2 separate regions of the Callithrix jacchus genome follow, and region 2 is linked to region 1. The links are chromatin contacts, called in public Hi-C maps. All regions are on one chromosome and are shown on one strand. The core of a region is the stretch at or near the end of the contact, and the rest is flanking DNA. Distances in the headings are between cores, read along the strand shown.

The links. Hi-C and Micro-C count contacts between places; a contact is called where the count stands out from the background.
Region 2: a Hi-C map of skeletal muscle shows a contact between it and region 1, with 4 times the contacts expected there. The contact joins the promoter of HLX here to the enhancer-like site in region 1. A contact is called at or near these places in 2 of 3 Hi-C or Micro-C datasets (both in skeletal muscle).

The regions. Positions count from the first base shown.
Region 1 is chr19:7,159,819-7,165,701 of calJac240_pri, forward strand. All of the region lies in intron 1 of LOC144580311 (a long non-coding RNA gene), which reads left to right. Among named protein-coding and RNA genes, the nearest start is that of DUSP10, 280 kb to the left of the region's middle. Within about 2 kb of position 2,318, at least 4 of the 16 cell types and tissues checked have an H3K27ac peak or open chromatin away from gene starts, as enhancers often do. A contact at or near this core is called in skeletal muscle, where this site is marked.
Region 2 is chr19:7,733,386-7,738,840 of calJac240_pri, forward strand. HLX (H2.0 like homeobox) reads right to left here and starts at 2,791. Exons shown (of 4, transcript XM_002760495.7): 1 at 1,836-2,791; 2 at 906-1,085; 3 at 1-107. The coding sequence starts at 2,427. LOC144580347 (a long non-coding RNA gene) reads left to right here and starts at 2,138. Exons shown (of 2, transcript XR_013529683.1): 1 at 2,138-2,436; 2 at 3,355-5,455.

The DNA of each region.
Region 1 (5,883 bases), core at 1,068-3,567:
AGCATTGTTTCATAAACACATGATTCTAATGGCTGTGCAACTCTTTTTAACACACACTTTTATTCAATGATTTCTTCTTTTGGGAATTATGTTGCTCTCTTCCAAATGTGCCTAGATGTCAAAATAAACATCTGAAAGTCTTTGAGGTAACCTGGTTCCAAAGTGATTAATCCTATAAGTCTTTCTTTAGGTCTGTGTAGACCCTTGAAAGCTTAGTGGTCCCTTAGAGGCAGAAGGCTCCCAGAACCTGATGTGCTGTCTGGTCTGAGATTTATGAAATCAGGGGCTTGCTTTTTCTTAACACACGAAGTGTGTACTGATGGAAGGATGCCATGTCACATTTATGTTTTGTCACCAAACATGTAGTGTTTGATTAAAAAATTGGGAATTGGCTGGGCGCAGTGGCTCCTGCCTGTAATCCTAGCACTTTGAAAGGCCAAGGTGGGTGGATCACCTGACAGGAGTTCAAGACAAGCCTGGCCAACATGGTGAAACTCCGTCTTTACTAAAAATACAAAAATTAGTCAGGCATGGTGGCAGGTGCCGGTAATCCCAGCTACTCGGGAGACTGAGACAGCAGAATAAATAGCTTGAGCCCAGGAGGCAGAGGTTGCAGTGAGCCAAGATCACGCCATTACACTCCAGCCTGGGGAACAAGAGCAAGACTGCCTCAAAAAAAAAAAAAGGGGGGGGAATTGATCAAGCACGGACAACATTAACTTATTTACATTCTACCTGAATGTTTCTTCATATAACGTTGAATTTTATTTAAAGTAGGATAAAAATGTTCTGATAGCAAAGTACTGTCACTTCGAATAAACCTTTTCCTTTCCATTTTCTCAGCAGAACCACCGAAGCAATTGGCAGCTATTTGGTGAGCTTCTCCCCCTGCTCCTAATCCACTCCTCTTTGTTCTGAAAACAGCTCCATGATCCTGTCACTCTTTTGTTCACTGACCATCTTTGGTTCCTCATGGCACAGAATAAAGCTCCATTTTATAGTTAGGCACTCAAGGCATTTCACTTGAGGCTCTAAACTGCTCTTTCCACCTCATTTTCCATGTTCTCCTTCATAAATTGTTTGCTATAGGCAAACTGACTAATAGTAAAAACCATCTTTAACTGACTGCCTGCCATGTATTAAGTGGATTTTGCTAAATATCTACAATAACCCTGAAAAGTGTAATTGTTATTTTTTGTCTGTATATGAAGAATCAGTGTATAAGAGAAAGAGGTAGGATTTGAATCCTGAGTTTTTCCACTATGCCCATTTTTTTCCATTTTTTTATTGTGGTAAAATACCCATAAAATTTACAATTTTTACCATGTTAAGTGTATAGTTTAGTGTTACTAAATGCATTCATAATATGCATCCATCACCCCTATCCATCTCCATAACTTTTTGTCCTGTAAATCCAAAATTCTATACCCATTAAACAATGGCTCCTCTTTCTCTCCTCCCCTACAGCCCCTGAAACCCTCCCTATACTACATTCTGGTTCTATGACTGTGATTTCTCTTAAATAATGTCATGTAAGTGGAATCATGCAGTATTTTCTTTTTGTAGAGTGGCTTATTTCATCAGCATCCTGACCTCAAGCCTTATCCATGTTGCAGGGCTCCACAGGATTTTCTTCTTCTTTAAGGCTATTTCACTCACATACAGATCACGTTTTGTGATTCTTTCATCCACTGATGGACCTTTGGGTTGCTCCCTTGTTTTGGCTATTGTGAATATGCTGCTATGAACATGGGTAGAATAAATATCTCCTTGAAACCCTGCTTTTACATGTAGACCCAGAGGTTCCCACTAAGCCCCTTTGCTTTGGATTTCCAAATCAGAGCCCTCTAATTGGCCCTTACTTTCCTGCCTTTGAGCTTTTCCTTTTGCTGTACAGCCTACCTGTCCTGTCCTGTTTTGGTTCCCTGCCTGTTGAAGTCGGTTTATTCCACAAGGCTCTTCTATTTGTACCTAGCCCGATGCCTTTCACACAGTAAGTGCTCAATAACTAATATATAGTTTGATGTATCTTTACTACATCTCTGCTAAAACATCACAAAGAGATAAAAGGCAGAAATGATGCCTTATCATCCCTCATGGCCTGCACACAGTAGACAGTTTAGGAAAAGTATATTAAACAAATAAAGTCCCCATATCCCCTGGAACAAAAGGTTTGCAGGGCAGTGTTTTTCATGGGCTGTCCAAGACCTCATGTCAGAAATGTATGTTTAGGCAGCAGGAACACACAAGAGTCAGGAGAGCAAGAAAGTACGCTGGAAAATTTTGCTAGCTGGGTCGATTCCAATTTGGCAAAAATAAGCCTTCTGCTTTTTCTCCAGGGTTCTTTCTCCCAGCATCGCTTATTAATGCTAATTAGTCAAGGGTGTGCCATGATGCAGAACACTTGTGACCCATAAGGATTAGGGAGAGAGACTGTCATTTCTCAAAAGACCCATGAGAGGCAGCAAGAGTCAGCCATGGGGAAGGAGAGGAGGGGAAGAGGAACTTCTCTGCAAAGAATCGCACTAAAGTAAGTGCAAGTAAAAATAAATCCACATATAAAACAACTGTACAAATGTTAGCAGTATTTTCACAGCTGGGTTTCTTTGCCTAAAATACTTAGCACTTACTTTACAAAACTCACTTCTAAACAGAAATGGTCTGACGGATCACAGAAGCTGAGCCCTGATACAACTCTGATTTTGAACTTGACTTTTGCCCAGATGGGAATAAAAATAATGACTTCTAAGTAAGAACTTTAATTGCCATGAATTCACACCAGACTGTGGTGGGTGACCTTTATCACTCAGATGAGGAAATTAAGGTAGGGCTTGGTTTAGGAAGCTAGATTCATAACAGCATATTTATATCCAGATTAGGTAGGACTCTGGATTTAAAACACTTTCCCCTGGAAAACACCAACTCTGTCTGTTTCCATGGCACTAAAAACACCCTGCTTGAATAACTGCCCAGTTACTTATCATAGCAGGATTAGTGGTCTTCTCAAAGCATCTGCATTCACATTCCTGGTATTTATTTCCTGTAGATATTGGTTTCAAAGACTGCTGCCACAGGACATGAATAATCACGGTGACTCACTTTTGGGGACTTTCCCCTGGGGAGTGCCACCTACACAGCCACAGAATGGACTATGCACATAGTAATTAAAATATGTTTCATCTCCAAATGACTATGACAGAAGCTATACTGATGAATATGACAACTCAGTAAAAAATAACCTCATGACTAGCAGGGATTTAAACATTGTGCTTATGATGTTATCTTTCATCAATTCATTTAATAAATATTTAGTGAATGATGAGACTTCTACAGTCAGAGTGCTGGTTATCGAAATATGTAAATGGAATTAGACACAGACCATGTTTCAGTAAATGTACAACCCAGCAGGCACTTTTCCTATCAACTAATGAAATTTTTTAATTTAATATTTTTGATCAAAGCAAGGAAGTCTTCACCATTCCCCTCCAAAAAATATATTTGGTAAGAAAACAGTAAACAGAACCAATTACTCCTTCTTGGTTGAGTTAAGAAAACACGCTTTGTGCTTACATTTCCACGGTGACCAGGGATTTCTCACCCCTTGAATTTCTGCAGCATAAATTGATGACGTCTCTTCACTTCCCTGTCTCATTTCCCTGCCCAGGTGGTAAGCCCTTTGCGTGAAAGGCCTCTGCCTGACTCATCTCTGTATCTGCAATGCCTCACACATGCCTCACTTCTCCCTGCCAGGCAAGCAGTATTAGCGAAAACAGGATGTCATCAGTTAAGTAAAGATGAGGTTGACAACAAACTGTGAATAGAAAAGTCGAATAGAAATGCATTGGCCTTAAAAAAATTGTTTTCCAAATTATCCTATAGTAAAGTTGACTTTTCTCTTTGATGTACAGCTCTATGGATTTCTACATAGGTATAGATTTGTGTAACCACCACAAAGAGGATACAGAACAGTGCCATGACCCCTGAGAGCTTCCCCATGCTATCCCTTTACAGTCACCCTCTCCCTCCACCACAATCCCTGGCAATCACTGATCTCTTCTCCACCACCGTAATTCTGTCTCTTGAGACTGGAATCTCTTATTCAGCATGGAGTTATCTAAGTTGTTCTTTTTTATTACTGAATAGTGTTCTATCATATGCAGTATTGCAGTTTATTTATTCTTTCACTCATTAAGGGACATTTAAGCTATTTTCAGTTTCAAACTACTGTTAAAAAAAAAAAAGCTACTCTGAATATTTATCAGTTTTCATGTGAACACACATTTTCATTTCCCTAAGGTAAATACTCAGGATTGGTCTGTGGAGTCATAGAGTAGACGTATGTTTCACTTTACAAAGAAGCTGCCAAGCCATCGCCCAGAGTTGCTGTAGCCATCATGTATGTGAATTCCACTTACTCTGCATCCTTGTCAGCACTCAATATTGTCAGTATTTATTTTGGACATTTTTTTTTTTTTTTTGATAGAACCTCACTCTCTTGCCCAGGCTGGAGTGCAGTGGCGTGATCTTGGCTCACTGCAACCTCCACCTCTCAGGTTTAAGTGATTCTCCTGCCTTAGCCTCCAGAGTAGCTGGGATTACAGGCATGTACCACTAAGCCCAGCTATTTTTTTTTTTTTTTTTTTTTTCAGTAAAGATGGGGTTTCACTTTGTTGGCTAGGCTGGTCTTGAACTCCTGACATCAGGTGATCTGCCTGCCTCGGCCTCCCAAAGTGCTAGGATTATAGGCATGAGCCACCACGCCTGGGCTTATTTTGGACATTCTGATAGGTATGTGATTGTAGCTCATTGTGGTTTAAATTCACATGACCTGAATGGCTTGTGCTGTTGAGTATCTTTTCTCGTACTTTATATAGTAGTCCCTCCCGATCCAAGGTTTTGCTCTCTGCAGTTTCAGTTACCAGCAGTCAACTGTGGCCTAAAAATACTAAATACAAAGTTCCAGGAACAAATTTATAAGTTTTCAACTGCATACTGTTCTGAGTAGTGTGATGAAACCTGGTGCAGCCCTGCTCCGTGGGACGTGAATAACCTCTGTCCAGCGTCCTCCCTGTAGAGGCTACTTGCCCGTCAGTCACTAGTCATCTCACTTATCAGGTTACTGTCATGACATCTCATCGCATAGGCATTTTATCATCTCACATCAGCACAAGAAGAGTGAGTGCAGTACGAGATAAGGGAGAGACCCACATTCACATAACTTCTATTATATCATTATAATTGGTTTTTTGTTTTTGTTTTTGTTTTCGTTTTTGAGATGGAGTTTTGCTGTTGTTACCCAGGCTGGAGTGCAATGGCACAATCTCGGCTCACCGCAACCTCCGCCTCCTGGGTTCAGGCAATTCTCTTGCCTCAGCCTCCTGAGTAGCTGGGATTACAGGCACGCGCCACCATGCCCAGCTAATTTTTTGTATTTTTAGTAGAGACGGGGTTTCACCATGTTGACCGGGATGGTCTCGATCTCTTGACCTCGTGATCCACCCACCTCGGCCTCCCAACGTGCTGGGATTACAGGCATGATCCACCATGCCCAGCTAATTTTTTGTATTTTTAGTAGAGACGGGCTTTCACCACATTGACCAGGATGGTCTTGATCTCTCAACCTCGTGATCCACCCGCCTCGGCCTCCCAGCGTGCTGGGATTACAGGCTTGAGCCACGTTATTTAGGGTTCAGTACTATCTAGTTTCAGGCATCCACTGGGGGTCTTGAAGTATGTCCCCTGTGGATGAGGAGGCGGTGGTTGGTAATACTGTATCTTCTTTGGTGAAGCATCTGTTCAAGTTCTTTGCTCATTTTTAATTGGGTTATTTGATTTCTTGTTGAGTTTTGAGAGTTTGTTATGTAAACTGGATACAAAGTTCTC
Region 2 (5,455 bases), core at 1,541-4,040, 570 kb after region 1:
TTTCTCCAGGCCTTTCCTCTGCAGGTTGGAGAAGACAGCCCGTGACCATGAGCGCTTCCTCTTGTACGTCTGCGGCATGGTGTCCTTAGTGAGCACAGCATAGGGACCTGCCACAGGGTGGGAGCGCGAGGGAAGAAAGACAAGAGGGCCGTTCAGTGACCGGTCCAAGGCCTGGAGGTCCCGTAAGTCTTGAAACCGTTTGGTGTTAACTGTTGATTCCACCCTCATTCAGAAAGCCCTTCATGCACACACCGAATGGCCCCTCTAAAGAGGAATTTTACAGCTCTTAAGGCGACAGTGGGAAGACCTAAAGCGAGCGTGGAGTGGAGAAGCCTGGCGGCTTGTCCGTTAATTCCAAGGGAAAAACATAAACCTCATACGTGGCCATCAGGCCTAGGAAGTGTACACAAAAATGTCCCTCGGGCCTGAATGATGACAGCTCTGAATCATCGCGTGCGTGCGTGCGTGTGTGTGTGTGTGCGTGTGTGTGTGTGCGTGTGTGCGTGTGTGTGCTTATTCCCGCATGTGCCCAGGCACCCAGTCGTAAGCTCACCAAGCACAAGTGTTTGCGGTCATCCCAAAATGTGCGTATGTTAATAAGCAACATCGATGCTGCATTTTTCAAGCCACACTCTGGGGTGAAAAGGCTTCAAGAAAGCCCCCCTACCCCACAAGTCCACGCACACACTTTCTGGGCTCTCAGGTGCCCCTACCCCTTTTCTCGGGGGAACCATCCGAAGCAAGCGCTAGCTCGCTGAGAAATCTTTCGGTTTCTCACTCCCGACTCCTTAACCTCCCGCCCCAACTTCGAGATTGTGACAACGCGGCCGCCCCCGGACGCGTCAGTCCTGAGATTTCTGTCAGTAGGCCCGCCCGTTAGGCAGTACTCTGGAGTTTTTCCGTACCTGGAAACGTGTCTTGGAACTGATGCTGAACTGAATTTCTTGGGTTCGAGCTTAAGGGACTCAGGATGGCAGAAGCCTCATTAATGGGATCTAGAGAAGCGAAGAACTGGCCGGCGGAGGACTGCAGGCCTGGGAGGTGCACCCCTGCGGGCCGCCCGCTGGTTAGCAGGGAGGTGAGATCTGGGGACGAGGGAGGAGAGCAGGTTACTTCTCCGGCACACTCAGACTCTGCGCTGATTTGTTCCTCCCTTTCCCCTTGCCCTGGATTTGCTTTTCTAGAGCGAAGTCACCGAAGAACTCGTCTCCGAGCTGAAACCTCTCTCTCCCAACAGTTGCCAAGGGGCGACGCAGGAAAAGTTCCTGTGTGTCCCTCACGTCCACATGCATGCATATAACAAGCAAAGGCTTCACATAACTAGGCTTACGGCCGCACTTCCACGTGCTTTCCAAGAATTCCACAGACCCAAAACCTTCCCCGAAAGGAGGCCCCACTCTGCCTGCTCATCTAGGCGGTTGTTTTTTATTTACATTTTTACTAGAAATTAGGGTGAAATTTTTACTAGAAATTAGATATGGGAAAGTGTTTCCCAAAAATGCTTTACCTGTCAGAAAATATAATTCTGCATCTAGTTACATTATTAAAGGGATCATAATCATTTTAGCTGATAATTACACCAACCATTTTTATAAATATTCATTCTAAGACGTGTTTTTAAAGCATCCCGGGCGTCATTTTTTGTTTTACATAGAGCAGGTGAGTTTTAGACCTCATGTTCTGTAGTTTTCTTACAATTTGTTTTCTTCTCTCCCATTGTACTCGTTTGTCCTTAATTGCAAAAACACTCAAAGTCACCCTAAGCCAGCCCGGGGTCAGGGGAGTGTGTCAGGGCCGTGGTCAGAGGCCTGCAGTCTCTCCCGCCCAAGACCTACCTCTCAGCGTATTGCCTTCTTTGACTTTGGGGTCAAATTCTGCAGATAAAATGCGGTCAATTCCAAATTTGAGGTCTTTGCTGGAGGGGCCCGGGGCCGAGCCGCTGTGGTGGGGGTTCGGGACCACTCGCGTCCCCGAGGCCGGGGGCTGCAGGGCGCTGGCCCGGGGCGGAGGCGGGGGCTGTTGCTGCTGCGGCTGTTGCTGCTGCGGCTGTTGCTGCGGGTGATGGTGGTGGTAGGCGGCGGAGAGCGGAGACAGCCGCTGGGGGAAGGCAGCCGGGACTTCGGAGGGCGCCACCACTGGCGTGGGTCGAAGCGGGGATCTGGCGGCCGCTTGGAAAGAGGCGTGCGGGTGAACCGAGCCCAAGTGCGCGGTGAGGGCGGCGGCCGAGGCCCCTGCCAGGCCCTCCGGGGCCGCCCCGGGCTCCCCCAGGCCGGCGTGCAGAATGTCTGCGATGCAGAAGGAGGGCTTCTTGGCGGCGGCGGGGTCTAAGGGGAAGGAGCAGCCGCCTGGGCCGGCCGAGGAGCAGTAGGCGGCCGACCAGAGGCTGAAGTTGGAGGCGTAGAAGGGAGCCAGCCCGGCTGCGAACATCCTGGCGGGGTGAGCCGCGCGGCTGCCGCAGTCCGGCGGAACCGGGTGGGTGGGTGGGTGGGCGCGCGGGGAGGGGGCGCGCGAGCCCGGGAGAAGCGGCCGCAGCCGAGGACGATCCGCTTTCGCTTCTCCGCCCGCACTGGAGACGAGAGGCCGGGAGCCCGAGCGCCACCGAGGGAGCAGGCAAGGGCCGGATCTCGGCCGCTCACCGCCTGGCTCCCCGGCCTCGCTCTAAAGGCGGCGCGGCGCCCGCACTCACTGCTCTCGGGCTGAGGCTAGCGCGGGGTGCTGGGGCCGCAGGGCGGGCGGGGAGCCGGGGAGCCGGGAGCCGGACACCGCAAGAAAACCCAAACAGCTAAGCCCTGAGAGCTAAATTTAAAACAACAACAATAATAATCCGTTAGTTGGGGGGTGGGGGGGAGAGAAATAATAGAAAAAAAAAAAACTCGTCTCTAAAAACTCCCAAAGTTTTGGCAGGAGCTTTCGAGTCAGGCCCGGGGTAGGACCTCGATCCGAGCGCTCATTGGCCATCCTCGTGACCAATGGGAGCCGGGAGTGGAGGAGAATTAGGAGCGAGGGGCGTGGCCGGGCCCGAGCCACGCCCCGACCACGCCAAAGTGTTGGCTGTGGCCGCGTGGACTTAACAGGGCACAGCGCAGCGCGTCTTGCTCCTCTGCGCAGGGGCCAGGCAGCCACTCCGGAGGGCTGTCTTCTGACTTCTGCAGCTTCAAACCGCCATGGGGCAAAGAGAGCTGGTCACAGGAGCTTTCCTGAAGTGCTTGTCGCCCGGGGCGAATGCGGGGAGTGGGGAAGGCACTGTTATCTCAGGCTTCAGGGCGATGCAAAGCCCGCCTCCCGGTGGAGAGCGGAGCGCGCTTTTGGCCCCTTCGCTTTCCTCCTCTTGGCCTTATTCTGCTTTTATTACAGGAGTCTGTGTCCTCGGCAAAGCCCTCCATCTTTCCTGGGCCCCTGCCCGAATGCTGCGGCCCTGAGTCCCGGCCCAACTCAGCACCGTGTCCGCCCCGTGCCTCCCAGGAGATCCTCGGCAAAGCGAGGAGGAGGGGCGGCCGCAAATTAGTTTTCTTCTGAGCTGTCACACGGTGACAACTTGAACGAGTGACTTTTCAAACAAAATAAGATGGATGGCTCCAAACGTCTCCCTTAGACCTAGCCGAACCTTTCCCTCAGACACTACAAAACAGGCTGCCCCCCGAAACCCGGGAGAGGGGCACGCGCGTTCCCTCCTTTGCTGCACGTTGTAGAAAATGTTAGCCTCCCTCCTCCGCCACATCTCCGGATCACGTGGGGTTCGTTGTTTTGCAAGTGCCCACAAGAGCAGATTTCCGTGGGGTTCAATACTGCTTTCAATTCTGTGACAGTTTCCCCAGGAACCCCTTGAGCCTGGTAGCAGGAGGAGCTGCAGTGGTGGTCAACGTCTTCCATTCGTGCCTTGGGTCTTAGAACACAGGGCGGTGGTAGTAGGGGTTTGTGCAACATCAACATCTCTATTTTAAGAATTCGTTCTCTTTTAAATTACAGTCAGAGTGGATTTCCCCACCCCTCTCCCAAAGAAACCACAGGCCACCCGGATGAGCTGTTCTTGCACATTTTCAGGAAGAAAATAAAATAATAGCAATAATGAAACCACGAAATCTTTTGTTTTCGATTGCCCTAATAAGCATCTCCTAACAGAGATTCTGTGGCATTTTTATTTCCCTTCAGCACTAAGGCTCCTCACCAAATAAACCCGGAAAGGCAACTGAACTTGCCATGCCTATCTCGAGTTCGGGATTTGGGCTTAGAAAATTAATTTCTGGTGGCTTCTCTAGCCCCTTGATGCAGATGCTATCCTTTTAAGCTTTTGACTTTTTTCTGGAAAATTATCAATCACTTCCGATCTGCCAGCACTGAGATCTTTCCCTCTCTGTCTCTCTCCTCCTCCTCCAGCCCCCAGCTCTCCCGCTCTCCAGCTCTCTGTTACTGAAAGGTTTTCTTCCCCTGCTCCACGCAGCCAGGAAAGAGGTGTTATTTCCAAAGATAGATGGGTATGTTTGGGTGAGGGTAGAGGCACCTGGGGCGAGAGGCATAATAAGACCAGTGCTTTTGGGTCAAGCTGAAGGTAACGGAGCAAGAAGTATAAAGGTACTTGAGGCGCTGGCTGAGGGTTCTGGCGAGCCTTCGGTGGGAGTGTGCGTAGGGGAGGCCATGAGCGCTTTCTTTTCTAGTGCCACTTCCAGCTTGATTGCGATTCTAATTTGACTGCAAACATTTAGACATCGGCCTAAGCCCAAACTCACAGTTGTGAAAGAGGTGCCTTTACTCCTTACCGGAGGCGGCGCCGCGCGCCCTCACCTTCTCTCTAAGAAATAAGGCTCCCCTACCCGCTTTCATCCTTTCCAAGATTTGCGAAACTCTCGGTTGGGCACCGGATGCAGACCCCGGGGGAACGCGGGACCTCGGGGTTCCCTGAGGTGCCCACAACTCGCACCTGCCGAGATTCAAGGCCCGGAGCTTTGGGTAGATGTGGCGAAGGCGAGGCCCTGAGGGCCGCCGACTCTTCGCGTCGCGAGCCTCCCTTTCTCCACCAGGCCAGCTGCTGGATTGCAAGTTGCAACTTCGCCAGCGCACCCCTTGCTCTCCCAGGCCCTCGGCTTCCTCGCAACCGCCTCGGCGCCATCTGAGGCCTTAATTCCAGCTCCCGGAGGCAAACGCGAAAAACAAGTCTTTGGAGCGACCCCCGTCGCCCCCTCTACCCCTTCCCCAGGCCCAAGCCTGGCCCCTTCAGGCCCCTCGCCCAGTTCTGAGCCCGCAGACTCCCGCCCTTCTTACTCCCCACACTTCAGAATAAAGAAAGCAGCAGGAAACCCTGGGCTCGCTGGAGTTCAGGTCATCTCCTGTTTTTGATGGGCTCAAACTCGGACTAAATGAGCGGATGTGCCTGCGAGATTGGTCTCAAAATAGAAGCGGCCTTAGTATTTTAGGATACTGCAGAAATCCTTATTTCTTCCGGAGAAAAACTCTATAATGA